Linked DNA regions of Mus musculus: regions 2, 3, 4 and 5 are each linked to region 1. The links are chromatin contacts, called in public promoter capture Hi-C maps. All regions are on one chromosome and are shown on one strand. The core of a region is the stretch at or near the end of the contact, and the rest is flanking DNA. Distances in the headings are between cores, read along the strand shown.

Region 1 (2,912 bases), core at 126-2,625:
TCCTAGCAGGAAGGGAGAACTGATGCAATTCTACTATAATTTCAGAAATAAAAATTTTAAACCTCTTCTGAAAAAATACCTTCCAAACACAAAACACTTTCAGGGACCACTCTCTTTTATCTGGAGTGTTATGTATAAACACTCTCAACGTCGCCCTAAAAGATCTTGGACCAAGGCTATTGGCAAATCCATCGTGGCAACACCTGATACATCATGGAAAGACATGGAATTTCTGCACTGGGATCAGTTAAAAACAACAACCAAAACGCTTACAGGGTCCAAAAAGTCAGGTAGCCTGGGAAAGATGGCTATCAACAACTGGTCTTGAAAGTCGAGTTGATTAATGAAGAATGGAGTTCCCAATCTGTTCGTAAATGGAATTCTGAGACCTTAGCCTAGCTTGCTGTTACCATACACACAGATGCGAAAGCACAAGGTCCTATTTTACGACAGATGTTAAACATCTTAGATTATAAAAGAAAACAAACTCTGGCGATCCATTTACTGAGTTAACCAAATCAGCTGCACACAATTGAAGAAAGTGACTAACAAAGGCAATTATCAATTAAAATGAGGATGCAAGCGATGAGATGAAAATCTGCCTGAATGGAGACGGTTCCCTGAGACTAAACTCCGGGAGCTGTTAAAAAGTGAATGAGAGACTTGGAGGGCCCTGGCAGCCAGCGATAAGTAGGGAAGTGACTTGGGGAGTTTGGTGGGGCGGGAGACCCGAGCCATCCTCACCTGAGCCATCCTCACCCCGGGCCCCCGGGGGCTGCGGGGCTTCGCCTCCAGCTGAGCGCTGCCCGCGACCCGCAGGGGCCAGAGCTGCTGCTCCCCCGGGGCCGGGGCCCGAAGACACCGCGCCCCCAGACCCTTTGGCTCGCCCTCCTCCAGCGCCACCAAAAGGGACTCCATTTCCTGAGAGGGGCACTGCGGTGGCCCGTCCTCGGGCTCGGCCTCGGCCAGCGGCCACCTGGCGCCAGGGAGCGTCCATCCCTGCAGCGGAGAGATAAAGGAGAAGGAGCGTGAACGGGCGTCCGAGGATGGAGGCGGCTGCCGAGGGACCGCAGGGTCAGGCTGGGTGCGGACGGACCCCGCGACACGGAGACCCGGGTCTGAGGAGGTTGCGGCCCTGTGTCTCCCGAGGGCGAGTCCCGCCAAGCCCAGGCTCGAGCGACGGGCGAGGAGGGAAAAGACGGAGGGCAGAAAAGAAGCACGGAGCCACGAGGAGCCCACCCGGGACAGGAAAAACCCAGCCACGGGAAATTCTCCTCAGCCTCAGGAGAAGTGCGGTAGGCACAGAAACGCGAACTGACCGTGCGGCCGCGGCCGCGGCCGGGAACCAACTGCTGAAGTGGACCGCACCGAAAAGCTACGTCTCCTTACCGACGGCGCCCACCGCCAGGGACTACAACTCCCAGAAGCCTCCGCCCGCGGACCGCAGAATGCGTGGCAGCGAGGCAGCTTTTTTTTTTTTTTTTTTTTTTCCCGGAAGAGACGAAGGAATGCTCAGTGCGCATGCGCGGTCGTTCGCGGCCTTTGGGGAACTACATTTCCCAGAGTGTTCCGAGGCTCATGAAAAGTAGACGCCTCCGTTGGTGGGCGTGCCGGGAGCATGCTGCTACTGGCGGCTGCTCCCAGGAAATACGCGAGGTTTCAGGATTCAGAGAGGGCAAAATTCACAAACAGTTGTTCTCGCCATAGTCTTGCTGCTTGCAGGTAGCAGGCAGGTCCTCGTCCAGGAAGTACTTAGAAAACAGAAGACGCCATGGGGAGCAGGATCAGAAGAGCCACGGGAGCATTGTAGGAAAAAATGGTTTGAGTGGAGAAAGCTTTCAGAACTCACAATGAAATCTAGCCCCTAGTATTAACCACCTTTTATACTTTAAAACAAGCTTTCCCTTAGAGACTGCTTCTTTTCCTTTCAAGGCTGCTCCCTCCAGTAGATTCATTAAGGAAAATAACTGAAAGCCAGCAGCTAATCTTTACGTATAGATTGCAGAAATTCATTTAGTGGTCTCTTGGAAAATGAGCTGAATTTTTGTTGATATTTGAAGTTATACAATCCTTAAATTACCCTTCAGCTTAGTTAATTTCCCAACATTTACCACAAATATATTTAGATGCCATTCAATGTGTCCAGGAGTGTACAAAATATTTACATATATATGTGTGTGTGTCTGTGTGTGTGTGTGTGTTTGCACATATACAAAGTTTTACACTTATAATTTATTGAGATGAGTTTTTTTAATATTATCTAGGCTGTTCTTGAACTCATGATTCTCTCACCACAGCCTTAGAAGTTGTTGGGGCTCCAGGCCTTCATCATCATGTCCATTGTGTCAATATTTTTTTTTATTCAAAATAACCTTATTTATCATTCCAATTTTACCACTGGGAAAACTAAAGCATAGAGAGGTAATTGTGCTGAAACTAAGCTTTAATTCTATCATGTTTTTAATTTCTTGTACATAGGTATTACATCATGGCCTATAATTCATCCAAAACCAGTAAATGTCGAGGGAATATTGAGGTGGCTGATGATAAGGAGACCCTCATAGAACCTTGGTGTGTAGCACAGATCTGCGTTAGCACATTGTCCAAATCTCCATACTAAACCTTCCTGAGAACACATTCCCTCCAGTCCTCCAAACATTAGTTATAAACTATTCTAATATTTATCGAGAGCTTCAAACAAGCATTCCTTCCTTTTCTTTTACATACCTGTTTAATAACATGTGGAGTCTCATCATTGAAACCAATTTTTAATAAATAAATGACACCAAAAAAATCTTTTTCAACACTCCAGCAGGGCCTGGGTTGCAACTAGGTAAAGTGACTCCTGGCCTCCTCTCTTAGACATATGATGATTGTGTAATTCTCTTTAATGTTCTGCATCTGCAATGTCC
Region 2 (2,912 bases), core at 158-2,657, 1.6 Mb after region 1:
CTACATAATCTTCCTAGTTCCCCTCCGATTTCTTCACCCCTTCAAACTGTTACTAGATACAGGGTTTGTCCCGGTCTGACCAGAGTAGGAGGGTAAATTCTTATTACCTGGTGAATGAAGCCCAGAATGGACTGTGATTAAACAAGAAACGGTGTGTTGAGCCTGGAATCAGCTTCTTTTGCTTTTCTACCTTCAATAAAGGTGTACAAAATGCCACAGGCTTTGCTCTTAGGCACCAAGATAAAAGGCCCTGAGGGTTGTAAGGGCATGCTGGTGGCGATAGATAAAGTAGGTTGCTGAAGTTGGGATCTGGCCAGCAGTTGTCTGTGATTTTCTCTGATGAGGACACGGGGGTACTTGGTATTTTTATGAGTGCTAGACTCCTCATCTTCCTTGGCGACAAGCCACTTTTAACTAACCTTTATGACTAGGCTAACCGTGGGGCCCCTCTGCCTCCCGGTGAGTCCAATCCACAGCTGCACTGACTTCTTGTCTTACCTTTCACAGATCTGGGAGGAGGCGTGACTGGGCTAGCCATGCAAGCTTGTTCTAGTGACTTTTAGCCTGGCTTTGCCTCTCGGGGTGCGGTACTTGCTTTCCACGTTGTGTGCCTTCTCGTGGGCTTGCACTGTTGGCAAGAACTAGAACAAAATAGGTATTTTGCCCCAAAGACAAACGCCACATTTTGGGTCACGGAGGGGTGCCTTTGTTTAGGAATACAAGGATGGGGAAAATGTATAATCCAGGATAATACTTTGAATGTAGCCAAGTCAGTGCAAAGATGTCGAGCGCACGAGCAGAACATAGGGCAGGGCCAAACAGGGCAGTGACCTATGGGGCTCCCAGCAGGTTCCTTGGGGTCAGAGGTGGAGAAGCCAGTGGTCAGAGAGGTTAGGGGACCTGGGACCCAATTCAGAGAATGCCTAGGGACTGACCTACGGAGGCCCAGCGGCGAGGTTGGCAGACAAGGGTGGGTGCTTCTAAACCCACCGCGGATCTGAGATCCCGCGGACACGCCAGGTCTCCTATGAAGGCAAGGACAGATTCCCCCCACGTGGACCTGAGACCCAGCAGACACGGCCAGATCCCCCCACGCGGATCTGAGACCCCGTGACCCCGCAGGCACCGGTGCGGCCGCGTGCTAGCGCAGCGGGAGCCGGCTGGGTCCCGCACGTTGCCACCCTCGCGCCGGCCGCCCTGTTTTCCTCGGATCTCACGGGGCCCCGCACTCGCTCTCGGCTCCTGTGGGGGCGCAGCCTGGTAGTGCAGGCCGTGGGCGGGGCCTCGAGCGGGGCGCTCGGGGATTGGCTGCTGGAATGGAGGCGGGGCCTGGGCCAGAGAAAACCCGCGCCCCGGCGGCTGCCATCCCAGCCGCGATCCGGAACCCCCGAGCCTCTCTTCTCGTCGCGCTCTCCCGTTCTTTCCAGTTTCTGCCCGCGCGCCCTCCGACGGGGTACCCTCCTCTCCTTGCAGCGCGAGCCGTCTCCTGTCCTGACTTTCCTCCCCGCTCCGTGCAGCCGGGCCGTAGCGGCGATGCGCCTCATCCAGAACATGTGTACCATCGCAGAGTACCCCGCCCCAGGCAGCACCGCTGCCGACTGCTGCCTGGGGGCTGCGGGCCGCCGGCTCGTTAAGATCGCCGTGGTAGGGGCCAGCGGCGTGGGCAAGACCGGTGAGTCCATGCGAGGAACCCGCTTGGTGGAGGGGCGGGACGTGGGAGACCCCCGCTCGGACTGGAACTGAGAGACGGTGGGCGTTGCAGTGGGATCCTCTGCCTCTTCATGTCTCTGCTTTAACGAAGAGGGTCACTGGGGCCCAGAGCGTCCCGCCGACTTTCGGGCCAGAGTAGAACTTTGGGGCTTTGGGCTTTTGGCAGGATCTGGGGCGGAATGGGGGAGCTAGTGATTGTAACCCCTCCAGGAGTTCCGTAAGGTTAGGAAGAAGTTTGCCTGCTGGAAGGCTTAGGTGTGGCCCAGCTGGGCTCCGCGGAGGGGCTGGGCCTCAAGACCCTTCCTGCTGGCAGAGCTGTAATTCACTCCTACCTCCTTGTGTCTGGTAGAGGGTCAAGGAGCCCTCGGTGGCCGGCTGTGACTTTCTTTGGAAGAGTTGTTTTCCAGGTGGGGGTGGGGTGGAGAACCGTCTAACTTAGTGGGTTAACAGTCTGTTTTCTTTTCTGAATTGCAGCTTTGGTGGTCCGATTCCTCACTAAACGATTCATCGGGGACTACGAACGAAATGCAGGTGAGGAAACGTACGGAGACCAACCCTGTTGGGATGGCCGCCCTCATTTCTCAGTACCTTTAAGGACACTTCCTTCAGAGTGACAGTGTTTAGCATCAAGATTCTGCTACTTCCAATTCTGCACGCCCCCTCCCCCTCCCCCTTCCCCCTCCCCCCAGCTGCCATCTGGCCTCATTCCATTCTTGGCGCATTCATCATTTTATCAAGTGCCCGAAAGTATTCCCTGTGGTATGTTTTAACTATAGGGACCCCAGTTGGAAGCACCGTTTGTACTCCAAGGCCTTGTCCTTTAAAACATGCCTGCAAAAGTCATAAAAAAAAAAAATACCCAACCAAACAAAAAACCCAGCTGCAAGCTCCTCCCCCACCCTCTCCCTCTGCTGGCTGCCTTTCAGGGGCGACCTTTGAAAGCAAAGGCCAAAGAAGAGTTGTAAGCCTAAAGTTCTTTCCTTAACAAAGACAAATAAGTAGCTGCTATGATTCTAGCAGGGGGAGAGCAAATTGCTTAACTAAGTAGACTGTATGGTTAAATTAGTAGACTTGTATTAAGTACCAGTTGGGGATTTAGTTGAAATGAGCCATATAAGCTGTCCCAAGATAAGACCTGGTGGCCTTCTGCTTTGATATAGAGCTGATCAGAATCATGGCACATATTCATGCTAAGAGGGATG
Region 3 (2,912 bases), core at 246-2,745, 1.5 Mb after region 1:
TGCTCTTAACTGCTGAGCCATCTCTCCAGCCCCATGGGGCTTCTTTTTCCAATAAGACGCTGACTGCAAAATGATCTGGGAGTAGACAATGGAGATGATTATAAAACCTTGAGGAATATTTAAAAACACCGATTTGTACACTTAAAAGGGTGACCTATAACACTTGGGTTCAATCTCAAAAAGTTATCTAAAAAGTCAAAGCAAGTTGACAAAGCAGGTCATCATTTTTTTTATCTAGACTAAAAGTGGCTGTAAAGAAACACAGGCGAGCATGATGAATAGACTTAGAGTCCTTATTCAAACGAACTCATTGTAAAGTAACATTGTATCAGAATAGTCTTGCTGTGAACTTGGAGCGGCTGTTTATTCTAGCAATCACATTGGCATTGTCCTCAGGCAAGATGGCCTCTTTTCTTTTGAAATAAATACTGAAATATTAAGAGGTGAAACAAACCAAGCTTGAGATTTGCTTTAAAATACCCCCCCTCCCCCAACAGACCAAGACGATAGATGCGCCAGGTCTGGAATGAATGGCTGGCTTTTAGCCGAGAGAAGAACGCAGGCACGTGGCTCTTTGAACATTTTTAGTTTTAATATAAGTTTGGAAATTTAATTTCTTCAAATTAAAAAAATAATTTTATTATTATTATTATTATTATTATTATTATTTTAAAAACCTTGCCAATAAAATCATCTCAGACCGTGGAAATTCTCATTAAAATAAGTTAAGCACATATCCAGGCCTGGTGGTGAAAATTTGTCGTCCCTTCTACTCAGGAAGCTGAGGCAGAAGGACGGAAAGTTCCAGTCTTGTCTGGGAAATTTAGTGAGACCTAGTTTCAAAGTAATAAAAGGGTTTGGGATCTGAGACGCCAGGCTCTACTTTTAACCCAGGACCACTAAAAACAAGACAAAGGTATAGCCTAGGTGGAGAGTGGCATGCATGCCAGCAATCCTAGCACGTAGCACTGAGGATAACAAGTTTGATGAATACCCTGAACTAGCTACACAGTAAGTTAGAAAGCAGTGTGGGCACCTAAGAGAGACTCTGACTCAAAATTAATGGTACGGGCTGAGGAGGTAGCTCTGTGGTAGAGCTCTGTTGAGAACTAACTGCCTCACATCTCCAGCAACATTTCTCCTTGATATTACTCTCCAGGAACACAGAAAAAGGCAGCTCCTCTCAGGGTTAAGGAGGGGCCCTGGGAGTGAACTAGCTGAACAAGAAGGGATCTAAGTCGGAACACACCTAGCACCGGCATAGCTTCAGGAAAGGAAGGTTTCCACTGAGCACAGCCTCAACGCTTCCAACACCGCAGTGGGTGGAGAACCTGCTGCTGGAAGTCAACGGCCCCACCCTACCGGGTCCGAAACGTCCCGACGATTGGCTTCCCATACCAGCCACGCCTACAATCCTTCTGACGATTGGCTGCTCTCCTTTTCCTGTTCTGCCCCCTCCAAGCGGCCCTCTGATTGGTTGCAGGTCTCGGGGGGGGGGGGCAGCTCCGCCCCTCTCCCGGATGGCTGTATTAACGCAGCGCGCAGCGGCTCGGTCTTTCGGTCCCGGCCTTGGTGGTGAGTGTCCTCGTGGGAGGGTGTCAGGATGTCCCCGTGTCCCCTCGAGCTTTGCCCGCCCCGAGCTCAGCTGCTCCCGGCGGCCAGAACGGAGGGGTAGAGCAGTTCTCAGCGGCCCGCGGGGCGGGCGGCAGTGTCCAGCCCGGGGCTGCGCGAGACACAAAGTCCTCTGTGCCGTCCGACCCGGGCACCCTGACCACCGCCCTTTCCCTCTGCAGGCCGATCCACCCGAGCCGGTCCCCACTGCCCAGCCGTGCTGCTGCCTCGGACACAAGCGCAGGTACGTCCCGGCATTGATCGGAGGCAGGCCCTGGCCACGTGGCCGAGAAGACGGAGGTTCCAGGCCTGTCTTTGTTGAGCTGCGCCGGGCCTCCCCAGTCGCCCTTTCCTGTGCCCTTTTAAGGTTGTCGCAGTACTTTAAGAGGCTAACACAGAAGGGTAAAGGAACTCTCCATAAAACCCAGAGAGGAAAACTACACCTCCTCTTTGGATCCTGTCTGGAGTCACAAATGAACCAAAAGCTTCATTTAAAACTTGAATGTGCGCATTTTAGGTTCTGGCGATTGCTAGGTAGTGATATAGGATTTTAAAGAAAAGAAAACGTAGCCTACCTGGTTTAATTTGGTTGGAGGAGAAAGTTCAGAAGACAAGAATACATTTGCTTTTCTAGAAGTGAGATTTTAGGTCAGCTGGAAAGGATATAGTTGAGTATGTTCCACTTATGTGAAACATTTTTATTCTTTCATAGGTTGAAAACTACAAGAAACCCGTGACTGAATGGCTCCAAGGTGAAGTACTCTTGCATGTAGTGACCAGGTTTGCCTGTATTCCACTTTAGGATTAGTATCGAAGCTGAAATAGGTGAAGTGAGGGCCATGTGAGTTTCCTTGAATGGCCTTGTAACTGATTACCCTGAAGGTAGTTTGCTAAAGATTTTAATCAATGTACTAGGATCCTGCCCCACCCCTTCTTCATGTCCCACTGCCCTAGAATCAGATCTGCATGGCTATGACATGCTCGCCGTTTTAAAGATGCAAAGATTTCATGCTAGATCATTAGAATGTATCTGGACTTCGTTAGGACAAGTTCTTTGCTAGTAACCAGTCACGTGCTAGCAATTGAGGTGTGTTAACCTGTATATTGTTGCCTATGAGTAATTTTCCATAATCTTTAATAAAGGCTTCCTGTGTCAATTCTATGGCTTGTTCACTTGTTCTTATTACTGGGGAGGGGGGGGGGGGTCAGAACCACTTGGAGCAATTTGTCCTAACACCATGTGCGTGCGTCCCTAGGATCAAACTCAGGCTGTCAGGCCTGGTGCCAGCCACTGCTAGCTG
Region 4 (2,912 bases), core at 193-2,692, 1.5 Mb after region 1:
GCAGGTCTCAACTCCACCTGAGCTAACACATGGCTCCTTAATGTGCTGTGCCATGTGTTGATCTTGCAACAGAATGTGGGACAGAAGATTTAAAGAGCTGTGTGATGGGGGAAGGGCAGCCAGATCACCTTACCTGAGGCCTACTTAATCAGGCCTCCTCAGATTTCCTTTAGATGCTAGCATTACTGTCTAACTTGGTGGCGGAGGGGGGTGGGGGCGGGGATGGATTCCCCAAAATGGAAAAACAAAACAAAACAAAAAAAAAAAAAAAAACAGTGTTCCAGTTTGAAGGGGGTCTAAGGGGGTGAGGATACAGAAAGTACAGGCAGAACACACACCCTCCTCAACTCCCACACCCCAGTGCCTTACCCCTGACCTCCCTATGGCTCCCACAAGTGGGGGTGCTAGCTGAGTACACTCAGTGGCCCCAAGGGCTAGAAACTGGTCCCGAGGAAACTAAACAGAACTGGAAAGTAATGGGGGAAATCTAAATTAAAGTGACTGCTGGGTAACACCCCCCCCCAGACCCCCACCCTATCAGACAGACCAGGCAGTGTCCAAGCTAAAAGGAGAGGAGGCGGGGCAGGACAACCCCTGCAGACTTCCTCACACCTACAGCCACTCACTCCCAGGGCCTGCAAACGTTCCTGTCTCCTTATAATCTCCTGCATGCAGGTGGGGAAACTGAGGCCTCCAGAACAAATTGCCATGCTTTTCCGATACCAGGTTTTAGTTCACCTCTCTAACCAGATTCTTCACTTGGAATTTTTATTTTTTATTTATTTTTTATTTTTTGGTCACAGCTTTCATGTCTATCCAATTTCTCCTGGTAAGAGCACTGCTGTTGCAAAGTGAATCTTAAATACAATCAAGGCTGAACTCCAGAAGGAGCAGAGGACAGTCGGCGAGTCCAGTAAGGGTTTATTTACTGCACCAGAAGGATTTGCTTCCTTCCACTCCGGGCTCGTACCCTCATGGTCCTCCCTCGGGACTTCGCTGTGCAGCCACCTCGCACCCTCCACCTCCACCCCCACCCACCACCCGCACCGCAACTCGAGGGCGGGGGCATGGGGCCGCCCTGGGGATCCCTGGGATCCGCTCGGGGTCCCCGGCTGGGACAGAGGTGGGGGGGACTGCGGTCAGCCGGCCCAGCCTCGGGACCGGGAACTTCTGGCCGCACGGCCCCCACGACCGCGGCGCGCGTGCAGCTCCAGCCCGGGGTTCCCTTTCTTTGCCTGGCTCGCTGCGGGCGCGACCCCCGGAGGCTCGGCGGCCACTCACCATATTACAGATGGAGGCGATGTTTCGGACAGTCATTAGTCTAAAGGTTGCAGCGATCGCGCACCGCCATCTTTACCAGGGGAAAACGGGACTGTCCATGGTGGCGCGCAGCGAGGCCGGGTGGCGGCGAGGCGGCCTGGGGCCGGCTTGCAGTGGGGTTGGGCGAGCGAGGCCGGGCGGCGGCGAGGGCGGGGCGGCGGCGCGGGGCGGGGAGTGGCGGAGCGACGCAGCCCGGGCCGCGGCCGGCGGGAGGAGGAGCCCGGAGCCGGGAGGCGCGGAACCGAGGCCACTGCTATGCTCCCGCTGCCAGCCAGGACCCGCTCGGCTGACCCCACTGGAAGCCGTTCTTGCTCCTCTGCCCTAGGGTCCCGCTCGGTGCCAGCTGCACCGTAAGGCCAGCCCCGAGCAAACCCAGCACCGCGGCCTTTCCGCCGGACCCAGGACCGTACCGGGCACTGGGCTGGGGACCTACACCGCGGGGACACGGGCGTGCTCGCTTCCCGGTTTCCCTCTGCCCGTTTCTGCTGGTGTCCAGCAAGCCTTGGGCGTTAGGGATTAGCTAGTGGAGGATATGAATAAGGGTCTAAGGGTGAGTGTAGTCAACTTTAAAGTTTCTCTCCAGGGTTCTAGCCAGATGGCATCCGCCGGAACCCGAAAAGTAAAATGAGACCAGGACATGGGCGTGGCCAGAAAGCCCTAGCCAGCAGCAACCCAGCTGCCTAGGGAAAGGTTCCCAGAAAGGAAAGAATTCCGGGTCTAAGCAGGCACACTCGGGAGATTTGTGACATTAGCAGGTACAGAGGAAATGGCCAGGTTCTGGGCGGTACTAGAGGCTGTCCAGGAAATACCAAAACAAAACTTTCCTATCTCCCATCCTCGGAGCTCCTGATCTCAGTTTTGTTTGAGCTTTTACACCTTCCTGCGGAGGCCCAGACTGCAGGCTCAGGGTGCACACTGTACACACCACTTGAGGGATATGTTCGTGAGAACTGAAAGAGTTCATTTCAAACATGGGGAATAATTGTGCAGACAAGTTTGCAGTCCCAAGCTTTCCACAGGGAAGTTGTGCATGTGAAACGTGATAAATTCCCAAACCAATGTATTTTGTGGAGAATTAAATTAGGAGAGAAATTAATATAATTGAAGACAGCTCTGTCTAGCCAAGAGTAACATACTGGGGGCTGGGGGGCTAGGGTTATACACATAACATGAGAGCCATCCATCCATTGGTAATTCTTCTAGGATCTGGGGTGGAAATAGAAGACAAAACCACTGACTGAAGGGTGAGGGTGGGGGACGGGTCACATGGATACTGTATTTTTCAGTGTGTAGAAGGATTAATATTCCTGCTCACAATGACTCATTCTACCTGAATTTTACTTTCATTCTTTTTTACTGCTGTCAGTTACGACTCTTCCAGCTTCTACATGATTAGTTAATAGACATGGTTAGCTCCATAAGGCTTACAGAGCAGGTATCCAACCCAGCTCTGTGTTTCTCAAATAAATAGTACAGATAAAGGCATGCTAAACTTAGGAGGGGCACCATTTGAGGAGGGGGCAGGGGAGGGGGACCATCGATAAAACACCCTAACTATGACTGGCCAGAACACAGTAAGGTCCTGAAAAGCT
Region 5 (2,912 bases), core at 204-2,703, 1.1 Mb after region 1:
TACCCCCAATATTATTTTCCATATGCATTTTTTTCTCCTTCGAAAATTTTAAGTGTTTCTTTAATTGCCTATAGTCCAAATTCCCAAGGTAGGCATTCAGAACTTTCTATACCACAGCTACCTTGATGAGGCCCTTGCAGGGCAACGGCAAGCCGTGGCCTGGGCTAGGGATGCATGTGTCTACCTCACAGTAAAATGAGTTTTGCGTCTGCCTCTAACCCACGGTCAATGCCACTCCCCTCTACGGTCTGAAGAGTGCACATCCGTCAAGTCTCATCTCAATTTGTAGGGTCTGAGCCTGCCTTTCTCACAGTAGCCAATGCTTTCTTCGCCTTTGCTTTCCCGATATTTTCAGTAACTACTGAGTGAATGCATTCAATTCCACTCAGCTTGACAGAATGTCAATGCCATCACACATTGTTAGCACAAAAGGGAAAGGAGAGCAAGTAGCCCCCCCCCCACCCCCCCCCCCGTGTGCCTCCTAGAGTTAAGGCTCTGGAGCCTGTCACTGGCTATGCTTTCTGCATGAATGAATGCACAGAATGAAGGACATTCTCACTGCAACTTCTAAACTTTTGTTTCATGCAAGGTCAACTCTCCCATCTCTCAGAGGGCATCTAAATTTAGGTACATAAACTGCAAAGGTGCCCTACCTACGGCAAGGAGTAAATTATAGTATGCCCCTTACGCAATACCAAAAGCTGAATTCATTTTCTTGGTCAGAGAGAGATTTATTTTGATGCCAACGCTGCAATCATTGTGCATACAACTGGACGTCAAGCTAATGTAATAGTAGCAAAAAAATTACAGCGATCATACTTATGCACATTCTTTCAACTCTGAAGAAAAAAATGGGGTTCAAACATACATTTTTAAAATGGAATATAAATGAAAGGTTTTTATAGTCTGGCCTTTTTCGAGGTGAAGAGATTGATACGTGAATAGATTTGCACTAAAAACAGGCAGATTAGTATAATTTTATGTCTGAGATGAAAAGAAGCATTATATTACATACAAATGTCTATGTGAGGTAAAAACCAAAAAACCAAAAACCAAAAACAAAAAACAAACAAAACAAAACAAAACCCAGAAAACAAACAAACAAAACAAAAACCCAAAAGCCCAAACCACCCACCACCACCACCACCACCACCAAACCCCACAAACGGGAGAACTCCAGAGGAAAGTACAGGTAATTAAGTAGAAATTGACTTTTGAGACTCGTTTGGGTTGAAGTGTGAGGAAGTAGAAATAACTGGAGAACGTGTAGTCGGAGTGAGACCGAGAAGGTAACAGGAAAAACGGAAGTAGAGAAAAGATGAATTCTTCTCTAAGAAATTGGAAAAAGAAAGGGGAAACAGTGGATAGAAGCCCTTCCGGAAATGAGGCCCAGGAAGGGCAGGACGCTGCTCCGGGGGCCTACCTGAGGGTCCTTAGGTAGTTTCTAACTGGTCTGTCTCCAGCTGATCCAGCCAGGGGAGGATTTTAAATCTGTGCCCTTGAGACTCCGCCCACCTTACCCAGCTCTGCAGCCAGCCCAACCCTTTCATCTCTGGGCTCCTCCCTTACTGAGTCCACACCCTTTCCTCGGCCACTCGGAGAGAAGCCTTCTTCTAAGGCCCAGAAGGTGAGAATCTAAACTGAGATTGGGCGGCTCTCTACCTCTGCCTGCAGAGAGGTCGCATAAGCAGGTCTTGATGCTCCAGTCTCCAGCCATATTTAGAATCTGTGTGTTTGTGCTAATGTAGATGCTCATTAATAAAGTCACGAAGAAACTGACCGCCAAGTTCACAGAGCTTTATTGTAAACAGAGGTCATCAATCTGAAATACATAGGTATATTTTTGTGTGGCATAACTTGTAAACTTTGCCCCTCTTGATGTCGTTCAAAAGATTACCATGAGCAGCACTTTAGTGGTCTCCTCTTCATCAAGTTAAAAACAAGTTTTTAACTCCTTTAAAAAAGCAAAAAACAAACAAACAAGAAAACACAAACCACTCATCAAAAACAGGTAGAAATTCTACCTTTCATCACCAAAACTATCACACAAAGTTTATTTTGCTTCTGTCACAGTGCAAGAAGATTGCCACCGAAGAATATTTTAAAAGGTTGCCGAGTCGGCAGGTAGCTCCTGCTTTGTGTTGTGTATCCCCCACCCCCCAACCTCTCACTGGACAGTCTGGAAGGGGTCTTCTTTTTATTTCTATCTCTTTGCATTGATATTCACCTCTCGAATACTGTCTGTTAAATGTGTGTTTGCTTTCCTCCCTGGGTCCTTCCTGCACCTACCTTCCCCAGCGCTGCAGTAAGTCCTCTCAGTGTGCTATGTTCAAAACCGAAGAAATGAACACATGAGAAGGCATACGCCCCCTGGTGGCCAGATTTAACAGTGCCGCTTCACTGTGCACCAAGCTCCGCTTCTCTGCTTTCAGGTCAGTGTGTCAGAGGGTCTACCCAAAATGCAGTCTAAAATAGCATACCTAGTAACCACGCGCTTTACAGAGCAGCAGGATATGCTCAAACTTCAAAGTGCTCAATGGAGATGTATCAAAACACAAGTGTTTCCCACAGACGTAAAAATACACTTTTTTCTCATGAATTGTATTCAGTAAATAATACTTTGTAATATAGGGTTCTGTGGATTTAGTAAAAATATTTATTTAAAGAAATTCTCAAAACAAATTTAAATAGAACATGAAACAAATGTACAATTTAAAAATACACTGAGCATGGACATGAGAATTCCAAGCGTGATTTTTCTGAGCATTATTTAGTTATTAAACAATACTTGAATATATCCAGAGGTATAAATTGCTCTCTTTCTTTACATCTAAAATCTGCACTTAGTGTCTGGTCTCCAGTCAACTCTCACCTTAGCCTGAGTTCACAGTCTATAAGGTATTTCATTTTTT

Evidence for each region. Promoter capture Hi-C pulls out the DNA fragments that hold promoters and counts their contacts.
Region 2: a contact with region 1 is called in a promoter capture Hi-C map of pre-B cells, with 3 times the contacts expected there. The contact joins the promoter of Rasl11b here to the promoter of Nfxl1 in region 1.
Region 3: a contact with region 1 is called in a promoter capture Hi-C map of pre-B cells, with 4 times the contacts expected there. The contact joins the promoter of Dancr here to the promoter of Nfxl1 in region 1. A contact is called at or near these places in 1 of 39 promoter capture datasets (pre-B cells) and 1 of 484 Hi-C or Micro-C datasets (pre-B cells).
Region 4: a promoter capture Hi-C map of pre-B cells shows a contact between it and region 1, with 2.4 times the contacts expected there. The contact joins the promoter of Usp46 here to the promoter of Nfxl1 in region 1. A contact is called at or near these places in 2 of 39 promoter capture datasets (liver and pre-B cells).
Region 5: a promoter capture Hi-C map of liver shows a contact between it and region 1, with 3 times the contacts expected there. The contact joins the promoter of Lrrc66 here to the promoter of Nfxl1 in region 1. A contact is called at or near these places in 4 of 39 promoter capture datasets (the C10 cell line, liver and pre-B cells) and 1 of 484 Hi-C or Micro-C datasets (pre-B cells).

What each region holds. Positions count from the first base shown.
Region 1 is chr5:72,558,270-72,561,181 of GRCm38.p6, forward strand. Nfxl1 (nuclear transcription factor, X-box binding-like 1) reads right to left here and starts at 1,376. Exons shown (of 23, transcript NM_133921.3): 1 at 1,320-1,376; 2 at 745-999. The coding sequence starts at 997.
Region 2 is chr5:74,193,919-74,196,830 of GRCm38.p6, forward strand. Rasl11b (RAS-like, family 11, member B) reads left to right here and starts at 1,408. Exons shown (of 4, transcript NM_026878.1): 1 at 1,408-1,672; 2 at 2,185-2,241. The coding sequence starts at 1,534.
Region 3 is chr5:74,091,565-74,094,476 of GRCm38.p6, forward strand. It overlaps Dancr (differentiation antagonizing non-protein coding RNA), which reads left to right and starts at 1,496. Exons shown (of 1, transcript NR_145133.1): 1 at 1,496-2,773. It overlaps Snora26 (small nucleolar RNA, H/ACA box 26), which reads left to right and starts at 1,966; the gene lies at 1,966-2,086.
Region 4 is chr5:74,066,969-74,069,880 of GRCm38.p6, forward strand. Usp46 (ubiquitin specific peptidase 46) reads right to left here and starts at 1,443. Exons shown (of 9, transcript NM_177561.3): 1 at 1,282-1,443. The coding sequence starts at 1,317.
Region 5 is chr5:73,630,968-73,633,879 of GRCm38.p6, forward strand. It overlaps Lrrc66 (leucine rich repeat containing 66), which reads right to left and starts at 1,454. Exons shown (of 5, transcript NM_153568.1): 1 at 1,424-1,454. Sgcb (sarcoglycan, beta (dystrophin-associated glycoprotein)) reads right to left here. Exons shown (of 6, transcript NM_011890.5): 6 at 1,782-2,912.